Regions from separate parts of the Mus musculus genome. Here region 2 is linked to region 1. A link is a contact called in public Micro-C data. All regions are on one chromosome and are shown on one strand. Each heading gives the region's core, a stretch centred on a gene start, on an enhancer-like site or on the middle of the called end of the contact. The rest is flanking DNA. Distances are from core to core; before and after follow the strand shown. Region 1 has its middle 34 kb from the start of 1700083H02Rik. Region 2 has its middle 59 kb from the start of 4930404H11Rik.

Region 1 (5,122 bases), core at 1,902-4,401:
GTCAAGGGGGGAAAGGCCCCTTGTGGGTGGTGCCATCTCTGCGCTGGTAGTCTTAGTTCTATAAGAGAGCAGGCTGAGCAAGCCAGTAAGTAACATCCCTCCATGGCCTCTGCATCAGCTGCTGCTTCCTGACCTGTTTGAGTTCCAGTCCTGACATCCTTTGGTGATCAACAGCAATGTGGAAGTGTAAGCCGAATAAACCCTTTCCTCCTCAACTTGCTTCTTGGTCATGATGTTTGTGCAGGAATAGAAACCCTGACTAAGACAGTTACCCTCAAGAACTTAATGATAAAAACCCCGTTGCTGTAGACAACACATGCTTGAGTCATAGAACATGGAGATATCACGCTAGTCCTGACGTGGAAGCTTCATCGCTACTGAATAGCTTTCATGGTACATGAAGATGTGATGGACACCTTCATTAGTATTACACATCTGTGGACACTGCAGTATACAATAGTGACTGGTTTACCAAGACATGCCCACTAGCACAATAGTGACAAAAACATCATGTGGAGATGAAACCCATACCTGGACCCATTGTCCAGCCAAGAACTGCGGCTAGACAAGTCAGAGGCCCTAGGGGAGACTCTACTAATAATACTATCTGCTAAATGGAGATAGTATTAAATTGACTCCTAATGACTTATTTATTAAAGTGACTCCTGATATATCTCTCAACTCCCATCAGATAAACTTCCTTTTTTCAGAAGATGACAGTGATCACAGACTCATAGTTGGTTAAGGTGCACAGAATAAAAGATTCCAGAATTCTCTATCCTAAATGGAACATATGTTCTACACCCCTCCTCCCAAGGTTTAGAATCATTGCAAAAGAACGGCAGAAAGAATATAAAATCCAGAGTTGGGGGATGAGCACAAGGGAACACTGTACTCAGTGCAGGGCAGTCATGTAAATGAGTGCATCGCAGCTATCACATCACACACAGGACCTGTGCAAGCTGGAGCCCAACCAAACCCCGGCAGGGAGAAGGGAGGTAGGCATGAAGTCCCTCCCCTAGCCTAGAAGCTCTTAGTATCTGATAGCTGATTGAAGAGGGAAGCTCAGTTTGCTTTAAGAGTGTGGCCCCTACTAAACTGATTGCACTCCAGTGGGTGCCACACATTCCTGGGCAGCACAAATCGGACTTGATGAGAGTATAAAGAGAGCGAGAACGGGACAGTCTGTGGGTAGGGGAACGGGAGGTGGTTCTGGAAGGAGTTGGAGGAAGCCATAAATATGATCAAAACACATTGTACTAACTGTGTCAAAGAACGAACCAAAAAAAGCAAGTCTGTGAGGGACATGTAACCTGACACAGCAGTTTTAGTGGTCATATTTAACGGGGTTCAAAACTACTGTTTCTCCAGCAGCCCAGACGTAGGAATGATGATGACCCCACAGGTCAGTATGAGGTGACTCAACCATAAGTTAGGAAAGAAACACACACAAAAGAATTACATAACATCTTTCCAGGAAGCTGAAGATTGGAAACAGTAATATTTCTATATTAATATATTATTTAAGGTATGTTGTGCACCTCTGTTAATAAATTAGATGTTAGCTAACATTTTACTATTCCATCCGTGTGTCTAAAAGTACACTTTAGAGAAACTCAAACTGGCCAAATGCTTTTCTTGGTATTAGCTGCCATGTCTTTAATTGATGCTGTGTGCTAGTTGAGCATAATGGGACTTCACGTAAGAGCAAAGACAAATGAATCACTCGGAGCTTTTGGGGGGGGGGAGGGGAGGAGAAAGGACAGAGGCAGAGAAACCCAAAGAGGGAACTTTAAAATCAAGAGCCAGCTTTTGAAATCACTGTCAGCTGCGTTTGGACTCTGACGTACCGCCCCCAGTCCAACCCCTTTGGAACACATTATCCAGAAGGTCTTCTCAGGATGTTCTTGAAGGTCCTGGCTCTGACTCAAATCCCCTGTCCTCCAGACTCCATGCAGTGAGGCCTCCAGAGAACGTAGTGTTTTGTTTCCAGCGTCTCTGGAAGCATGAAGAGGAAGCTGGAGCTAGGAGCTGTCACAGACTGAAGAAGTCAAAACCTTACAGTAATGAAATGATGCAGGGGCGGGTCATGTGGGCCACATTTCTCATTCAGCAAAAAGTATGACAGCATCCCTTTACCCGTCTGCATTGGCATTCCCAAAAAGAGGAATTTCCTTTAAGATCTTAAAAAAGCTTGGCAGACATTTTTCTCAGGCTGGGTAGAACAAATGGTTCAGTTCCTGTTGATGGTCCAATCAAGGTAACTTTAACAATCTTAATATCCTGTGCATCGTTTGGGGTGACTGCTGGCTCAGACTTAAAGTAGACATGTGTTCACACTTTGCTGGCATTACCACCTCTACCAGAGACATCTGTACTCTCCTCCCTGACTCCATGTCATATGGTCACCATCAAAGGTCACCCCAACTGAAAATCCATTTGCAGGAAGTATGCAGACTACAAACCACACAGGAGAGGAGAGCTGTCAGGCCCAAGCACAGCACCTCCAAAGCAGGCCCCACAACCAAGAAGATGGTGACTCGGCCTCAAGACTACGCTTCCTCCTTTTTAGTTCTGTCATGTTTTAAGCCACATACACATTAATAGGTCCTAAATAGCATTCTGCATGAGATTTTTAAGCTTAAAGAGTATATAATTACCATGTTAAGTCAAAACTTGGTATGTGTCTATGTGTATGCATAGAATGTATATGTTCATGTGTGCATAGTGAATATGTACTATGTATGTATAGTATGTGTGTATTTGTTTTATATATATATGTATATATATAACATACATACATATATATCGTGTGTATGAGAGAGAGAGAAAGAGAGAGAGACTTATGAATGTGTTCATAAGTGCAGAGTGTGTAGGTAGTGTGTGTGGTGTGTATATGTATAGTACTTGTGGTACATGTATGTACAACGTGTTTGTGTGTGTGTGTGTGTGTGTGTGTGTGTGTGTGTGTGTGTGACAGGCTGATCTATGCAACTGTGTCACTTTTCACTGAGGGAGAAAGACAGCAGAGAGAACAGTAACCAGTGAGGCCCTGACTTCTGGTCTGTGGGAAACACCGTCTAAAATCTGTCCCGGCAAGAATATTCTCATGCCTGCCTCATGAGGTATTCCAACCACAAAAGCTGCAATGTGGCTCTGATTCACACAAAATGAACAAATCCTCAGCTTCTGTGTCCCATGAGGTCACCTCTAGCTGCTTGCTTAGGGTTTTAACTTCTGGAACTAACTTTTTTTTTCAGTTGCTTAGTCAAGAGAGAGAGAGAGAGAGAGAGTTTCCCTACATTAGCTGAAAACTTTAAATCATATTGTCTTTCTTATTGTTAACATTTTAGTTAATCAGGACGTCTTAACAGTTTCACGTTTTCTTCATAGTTCAACCCCCGCCTCAAGTTATCTTCCTCAAAACATCTTTGGATAAGCAGGAAGAATTAATGACATGGGCTGAGAGTTAAATCTTGGTTCAAATCTATATTCTGCCATTTATTAGCATTATGACCTTTGGTGTGTTAATTAACCTCCGTGAGAGTTATAACATCCTCCTATCAGCATTGTGATTAAGATTTAAATGATGGGAGAAGTTAAATTAATTGAATCCGGTAACTGTCGCAGAATAAATATATAAGTGGTATTTTAAAGTGTGGGTTTTTTTTTTAAATCTTTTCCATCATCACCAGATTATCCAAAACTTGAGTTTGAAAATAAGAAGTATTAACAAACACGTGTAACAACAGGAACCCCACACACACCATGTCTAACTGCAGGGGAAGTGTAGCAGATGAAAGCCACATGATCCTGAGATGATAATGTCTATGGCAGAAAAACCAGAGTATCACTCCATTTTTGAAGAGCAGGAGGAAATGAAATAAATAATATTTTATATGTATATGTTATTAAGTGTGCAAAGGAAAATAACACAAAATTCAGGAGGTGACCTAGGACTTTCAAACGGGTTGTTAAATGACAGTTTGATGACAGCGCAGGTCGTGGGAGTCGATAGTGAGGATGGTGTGCTTATTTCTTGAATGGGGATCGGTAGCCTCGTCCTATAAGGAGCAAGCGAGTAAATAGTTTAGGTTTTGTGGTTGGCTTTTCTAACGCTGTGATAGTACACCATGACCAAGATCCTTACAAAGGAAAACATTTACTTAGGGCTAACAGTTTCCGAGAATCTATGACCATTGTGGTATGGAGCAGGGAAGCAGGCAGGTACTGGAGCTGGAACCGAGAGCTTTCATCCTGACTGACCCACACACATGAGGCAAAAAGAGCTAGCTGGATGGCATGGGCTTTTAAAACCTCAAAGTTCAACCTAGGTGCCTGCTCCAACAAGGCTCTCTCTCTTAATCCTTCCCAAACAGTTCAACCAACTGGGAGTCAACTATATGAGTATTTATATGAATGAGCCCATGGGCCATTCTCATTCAAACCACCACAGTGGACCACAAGTTCTCTCACATTACTTTGTTTAGTTGTTGTTTTTTTCATAAAGCTTTTAAAATATAATAACTAGGTCACAAAAATGTCTTAGAAAATAAAAAAAATTCATTGCCAAGCTGATGACCTCTGAATTCAGTCTACAAACCACATGTGGTATAAGGAAAGAACCACACCCTGAAAGCTGTCTTCTGACCTCCACATGTGTGCCCCGGAACAGGCCACGAGACTACACACACATGCGCGCACACACACACACACACACACACACAGACACGCACACGCACACGCGTACACACACACACATACACACACACACACATACATACATACACACACATACACACACACACACATACGTACATACACACACACACATACATACACACACACCAAATAAAAAGAAAAGTGCAATTTTCAGATAATGTATAAGCCAAATCAAAAGTCAATTCAACAAGCTTTCACTCTCTTGGCAGCCCCTCTTGGGCCAACTTCAACATAAGAAAAGAAACTTTATTTTTCCTGTTTCTAAAGTTAAAAAAAAATTGAAGAAAAAAAGCTATTAAATGCTCTGGAACTCTTGGGTATTCTAAACAGACCATAAACAAACTCTAAACCCCAAAGCTAATGCTACAGACATAGCTAAGACTGAGTCTTGGGCAGCAGA
Region 2 (5,122 bases), core at 1,311-3,810, 65 kb before region 1:
GTCTCCTCCTCCCAGAGCTGGGGTGACTGACACACACTAATACACTCAGTGTCTAATGTGGATGCCCAGGATGGAGCTCTGTCTCATCCTGGCAAGCATCTCACCGGCCGAGCCACCTCCGTTGTCCCAGTATGCACATTAAGTTCTTGGTCCCTTAAGCTTACAAAAATCCTCCAGTATTCCAATCAAGATAGTCTTTCAAATATGTTAATCTCCAAAACCACAACAAGTTTTGCATAATTATTTGATGAGTTGGCAATCCATTTGTCTTAAAGTCTTTAGGGTTGGGTTGTGTTGGGTTGGATTTTGTTTTGTTTCCTTTGAGATAGGGTTTCTCTGTGTAGCCTTGGCTGTCCTGTCCTGGAACTCACTCTGTAGACCAGGCTGGCCTCAAACTCAGAAATCTACCTGCCTCTGCTTCCTGAGTGGTGGGACTAAAGGCGTGTGCCACCACTGCTGGGCTCTAAACAAATGTCTTAATTATCACTTAGCAATTTTGCTGGAAACATAGAGCAAACAAGGAGCAAGCATAGAGAGCAGGCCCACAACTCACTGCAGTACATGAGAGGAAAGGACCGGAAGGATCGAGTGTTGTGTGCAGTGTGGCACCATTGTCCCAAGTAGAAAGAACCATGAGCCTCTGGGGCTGGGGCTCTGCAGGGGAGGGTCCAAGAGCTGACAGCCCCCTTGGAACTTACACAACTTTGAAGTGGGCAGGGATCATCGGCTTCCTTCAAAACCTCTCAGAGGTTTTCTGTCATCCTGTTCTGAGTCCTGAAATTATACATTCTCAGACAGTGAGTATCTAAGATGTGGCCACAGCTATTTAGAAACACTTCGGAGCATGTGAGCACAATTTCATACTATATTATCAAGGATTCTTATGAAATTATATGATTCATCTCTCTGAACCCCAGGCAGTCCCTCCAAACTGAAGATAGTCCTCTGAAACTTATCAGTAAGCCCTGATTATTCGGGCTTTCGGATTGCTTTTAACAAAGGCTCCCAAAATTAAAAGTATCCCTTGAGACGACGTTAATTGGCTGAATCAGACAGGTCACAAATGGAACAGAGGTGTTGTCATTAAATGGCTAACTTGACTAAGCACAATGGGTGTTTTTCCCCCCAGCACTTTCTTCTCTATCTGGTGTTTTTCTGTCTTCAAGATACTGTATCTCCAAATTCTTCTGGTTTTTCTCTCCAGTGACTCCACCGAAGCAGGAAATCACAGAAGTTGATTCCTTGAAAAGAAACTTCCTCACTGGCCAGCAGGCTGTCGACTATTGAAAAACTGCTCAAGTTGCATGCGTCAGCTCCACTTCACCTTAACACTACTTGCATTCCTGCTTCAAGCTTGGACCAGGATGCAGGGGTCCCATAGGAAAGCCAGAAGCCAGAATACCCACGGAACACCCAAGATGGATCACCTAATTTGTGTGTAAGAGAAGGGCTAATATGCCTCGTGCATTCATTCTGGAATACTCCAAGGGACCCTGGATACCTGGGATCACCATCCTGAGCTAGCTGGGCACTGCTGCTCAGGAAGTATAGGCACCAGGCATTGCTAGGGGACCACTCAGAAGACATACACCCCCTGTTGCCCCAGTCACTGAAATCCTCCTGTTGGAGAAGGGCTCCCTCTGTTTGTGTCTAGCACGTGAGTCTCTGGACAGTGTGTCACTGAAGACCAATTTATCCCAGCTTGGTGGCCTGGTTTTTACTCAAGGCCTTCCCTTCCCCTGCTCTCTTCTGGCCCCTCCTTTCCTCTTTTTTTTTCTTCTTGTCACTCCCTCCGACTTCCAACTTCCTTCCCACCCCCCTCCTCAGGGAGCTAAACAATGATTCAAGTCTCCTATCAGTCCAGTCAGGGCCTCTCTTCCACCCTCACAGGTAAAGCTTTGATATGAAAGTTCTTCCTCCCAAGGGACAGATCTCACCAGATCTCCTTAGGGTTCTGGAAAATGAATGTCCTCAGGTCTACACATTGTGCCTAAGCTGAAGTCCCTGGTGAGGCCCTTGTGTGACATCTCAACCCTAACAAAGGCTCCTCCCTTCCCTTGGAAGTGATCAGACATTGGCTTGAAAATAAAGTCACGTTGATCAGAACACATCGTAAAGAACAAAGAGAGTTTGATTCAGGAGACAGAAGACCACCCAGGGCAGGCAAACAATGAAAGGCTAAGAGAACAGAAAAGAGAAAAACACAGGAAGGAAGTACAGAGCCATAGGTTCTGACTAGCACAAGGCTTCCAGTGAAGTATTGGCAAGAAGAGTCAAAACAGCTTTCATCCCTCACAAGGCCACATCAGTCACTCCTAGTGAGAATAGAACCCAGACTCCACTCCAGAGCCTTTTGCACAAAAAACGTGCGAGGGCTTGCTTTTTACTGTAATCCAGGCGAGTCAGGGGAGGGAGAGAGTAAGGTATATTCATTACACCGCCCCACCCCCTCAGACGCAAAGTCCCCGCAGTTTGATTTCACTGATCATAACAGGCTGTTGTGTGGTGATGCGGATGGTTGCAGCCTGCCAGCATTTGGCCCTTTCTGTGGGTTTAATTATTCCCTGGTAATAACTTCTCCCTATTTCTATGAAGAACAGATGATCAACAGTACCAGCTCAAGGCCCTGTGTGCCACGCAGGAGGCGGGTACAGCTTCTTCCAAACACGGGTTTATGAATGTCATGTCCACGTTATTACATTCTCACTGCAAAGCTCTAATATCAATAATAACAGTCTTTCCATTACAAATATTTAAATAAATGCTTTCCATGTGAAGCAGGAGTCATTATTATCAATATTTGGGTGAACAAGAATCCTGGTGACAGCTCCAACAGCTGCGTTCAGCTTTGGCTCAAAAACAAAACACAGAAAAGCTCCCCAGTGAGAAACAAGGCAGGGTTTGATGAGTTCCACTCGGCTCTTCAGTTACAGATTATTAAAAGATGAATTATAAAATTGGCACAATAGTGGCCATACACATTCTTTCTGGACAGCGTCATCTCCAAGGCTCTGATACTCACTGAGGAATCTTCAAATCACAGAACAATTCGCCTCTCTAATTCAAACAGACAGTGTTTGTAAAGCTGCCACACACCATTAGCACGTGAGCTTCCCTGAGCGAGGGTGTCATTACTTACCACAGACAGCCATGGTTACTGATGGCACCAAGACAATTTAGATGACACAAAGGTCTGGGCATCACCCTATCCTGATAGGACGTGAGATGAAGGCAGGTAGGCAGTACTTTCAGAATATCTAACGAGTGGCTTTGGACTAAGGTGTTTTCCTAGCCAGACACGGGATTTGGCAGTGTATGGTTGTGAATTCTGGGTAAAATTTAATAATATTAATGCTGACTCTATTAGAATGGAGACTATTTCTAGTAGAACACACTAAGCAGTTATCCATTTTCAGAGTGCCTGCCTTAGTCAGGATTTATCAGAAAAAAAGAAACAAACACACACACAGGGGTGCGTGTTATATTTATTTTTGAGAAGTTGGCTCATATAATTATGGGGCTGGCAAGTCAGAAACCACTAAAGCAAACTGGGAGGCCAGGAAGTCAGTGAGAGTCGATGGTGTGGTCTTGACATTGAAGTCTACAGGCCAGGCTGGGGGATAGGAGAGGTTCTCAGGCCAGATTTGTGTGTGGTATTCTTGGAGCAGAATGGATCCTTGAGGAAGCCTCAGCCTTTGCTCTAAGGCCTTTCATTGATTGGATGGGCCCACCCATGTTGTAGAAGATAATCTGCTTCACTCAAAGTCTACTAATGGCAAGCATCAGTCATTTCTAAAAATAGCAGCACAGGAAAATCTAGACTGTTGTTTGATTCATGAAGTATTTATAGTACAGCCTAATCAAGTTGGTATATAAAACTGACCATTACTCTAACATTTTTGTAAATGTATCGGCTGGAAATTGGATGTGTATGTTATGAAAGTCAGCATCATTTCACAACTCAGCTGAGGAGAACTGAGGTCTTCTGATTCATTTGTTCACAAGCCATGGCATCCTCCAGGGCATAAAGTCACCAGACGTTCTTCAGAGTGGAAGGGGCAGGTGCACAGGATTGCCATAAGTCTCTGCCCCTGCCTCCCTTCATCCTATAGTACTTTGCCTGATATCTTAGCTCACCCGTTACTTGATCCTCTTGTTCACCAGGCTACTTTTCCATCTGTGTGGTTCCCAGAGAACCCCCCACCCCTTGTCATGAGCAGCATGGCTTCCCTCATGGATATGCAGAAGTGGCAGAGAGGATGGTAGGAACAGAGCTCTCCACACTTACTCAGTTCCTTGGTCAGCATTGCAAAGCATGGATAGAAGAGACTTTAAAAGACTTTGCTGCAGGTTTGGAGCTAGCTGCAGGATGCCGCTGCATATAAATGAGAGCAATGCTGAGCTTGCCTGGTCAGCAGCCCTTGTAAAGGACAGTCCCTAGGATACAGCTCGGTGCCAAGCTTGATTCCCTGCCTTCAGTTCTATCCTTCTCATACCCCCCACATAAGATATTAACTACTTTTGTACTATGACCAAAGCATCCGAGAGAACAGTTGAGAGGTAGAAGGCATAATTACAGTCTCACAGGCTTCAGATGACAGTCTCTTGTTCCCTGTGCTTGGGCAGAGCATGGCAGTGGGAGCAGGGTAGGGAGGACGGTCCACTTCATAGAGGACAGAGAGCAAAGAAGGGCCTGGGAATCAGAATCTCCCTTAAAGGTGTGACTCACCTCCTCCAGCCAGGTCCCCAGTCCTGACCTCCCAAAATAGCACCAGCAGGAGGGGATCCAGCTTTAAAACATGAGCTCCTGGGAAACACTTTATATTCAAATCCTGACAGAGGGAAAAGCCCTTCTGACCTTCCCCACAGTGAACTGCCAGTCGTCTAGGACTTAACCCTCCCAGGGAAAAATGTGGTCTTCCACAACCTTCAGCGACACCCTCGCAGTTCGATGTTCCAGGGTAGTGTTGCTCAGTAGCCCAGGCTAGGCTTGGCTGATCTGACAACAGTGTGCCTTCCTGGCAATTCTTCTAACTAACCTTCAAGAAGACACACACACACACACATGGTACAGACATACTTTATCCCAAGAACAAAAACAGTTCTGAAAAGCAGCATGGTC

Evidence for each region. A called contact is a pair of places that touch in the nucleus more often than the background predicts.
Region 2: a Micro-C map of muscle stem cells shows a contact between it and region 1, with 4 times the contacts expected there. The contact joins two enhancer-like sites. A contact is called at or near these places in 3 of 484 Hi-C or Micro-C datasets (the C2C12 cell line, adipose-derived mesenchymal stem cells and muscle stem cells) and 3 of 115 datasets of contacts at active chromatin or transcription factors (embryonic fibroblasts and embryonic stem cells).

The regions. Positions count from the first base shown.
Region 1 is chr12:71,415,185-71,420,306 of GRCm38.p6, reverse strand. No RefSeq gene overlaps it. Among named protein-coding and RNA genes, the nearest start is that of 1700083H02Rik, 34 kb to the right of the region's middle. Within about 2 kb of position 3,151, at least 19 of the 459 cell types and tissues checked have an H3K27ac peak or open chromatin away from gene starts, as enhancers often do. A contact at or near this core is called in the C2C12 cell line and muscle stem cells, where this site is marked.
Region 2 is chr12:71,479,414-71,484,535 of GRCm38.p6, reverse strand. No RefSeq gene overlaps it. Among named protein-coding and RNA genes, the nearest start is that of 4930404H11Rik, 59 kb to the left of the region's middle. Within about 2 kb of position 2,560, at least 54 of the 459 cell types and tissues checked have an H3K27ac peak or open chromatin away from gene starts, as enhancers often do. A contact at or near this core is called in the C2C12 cell line and muscle stem cells, where this site is marked.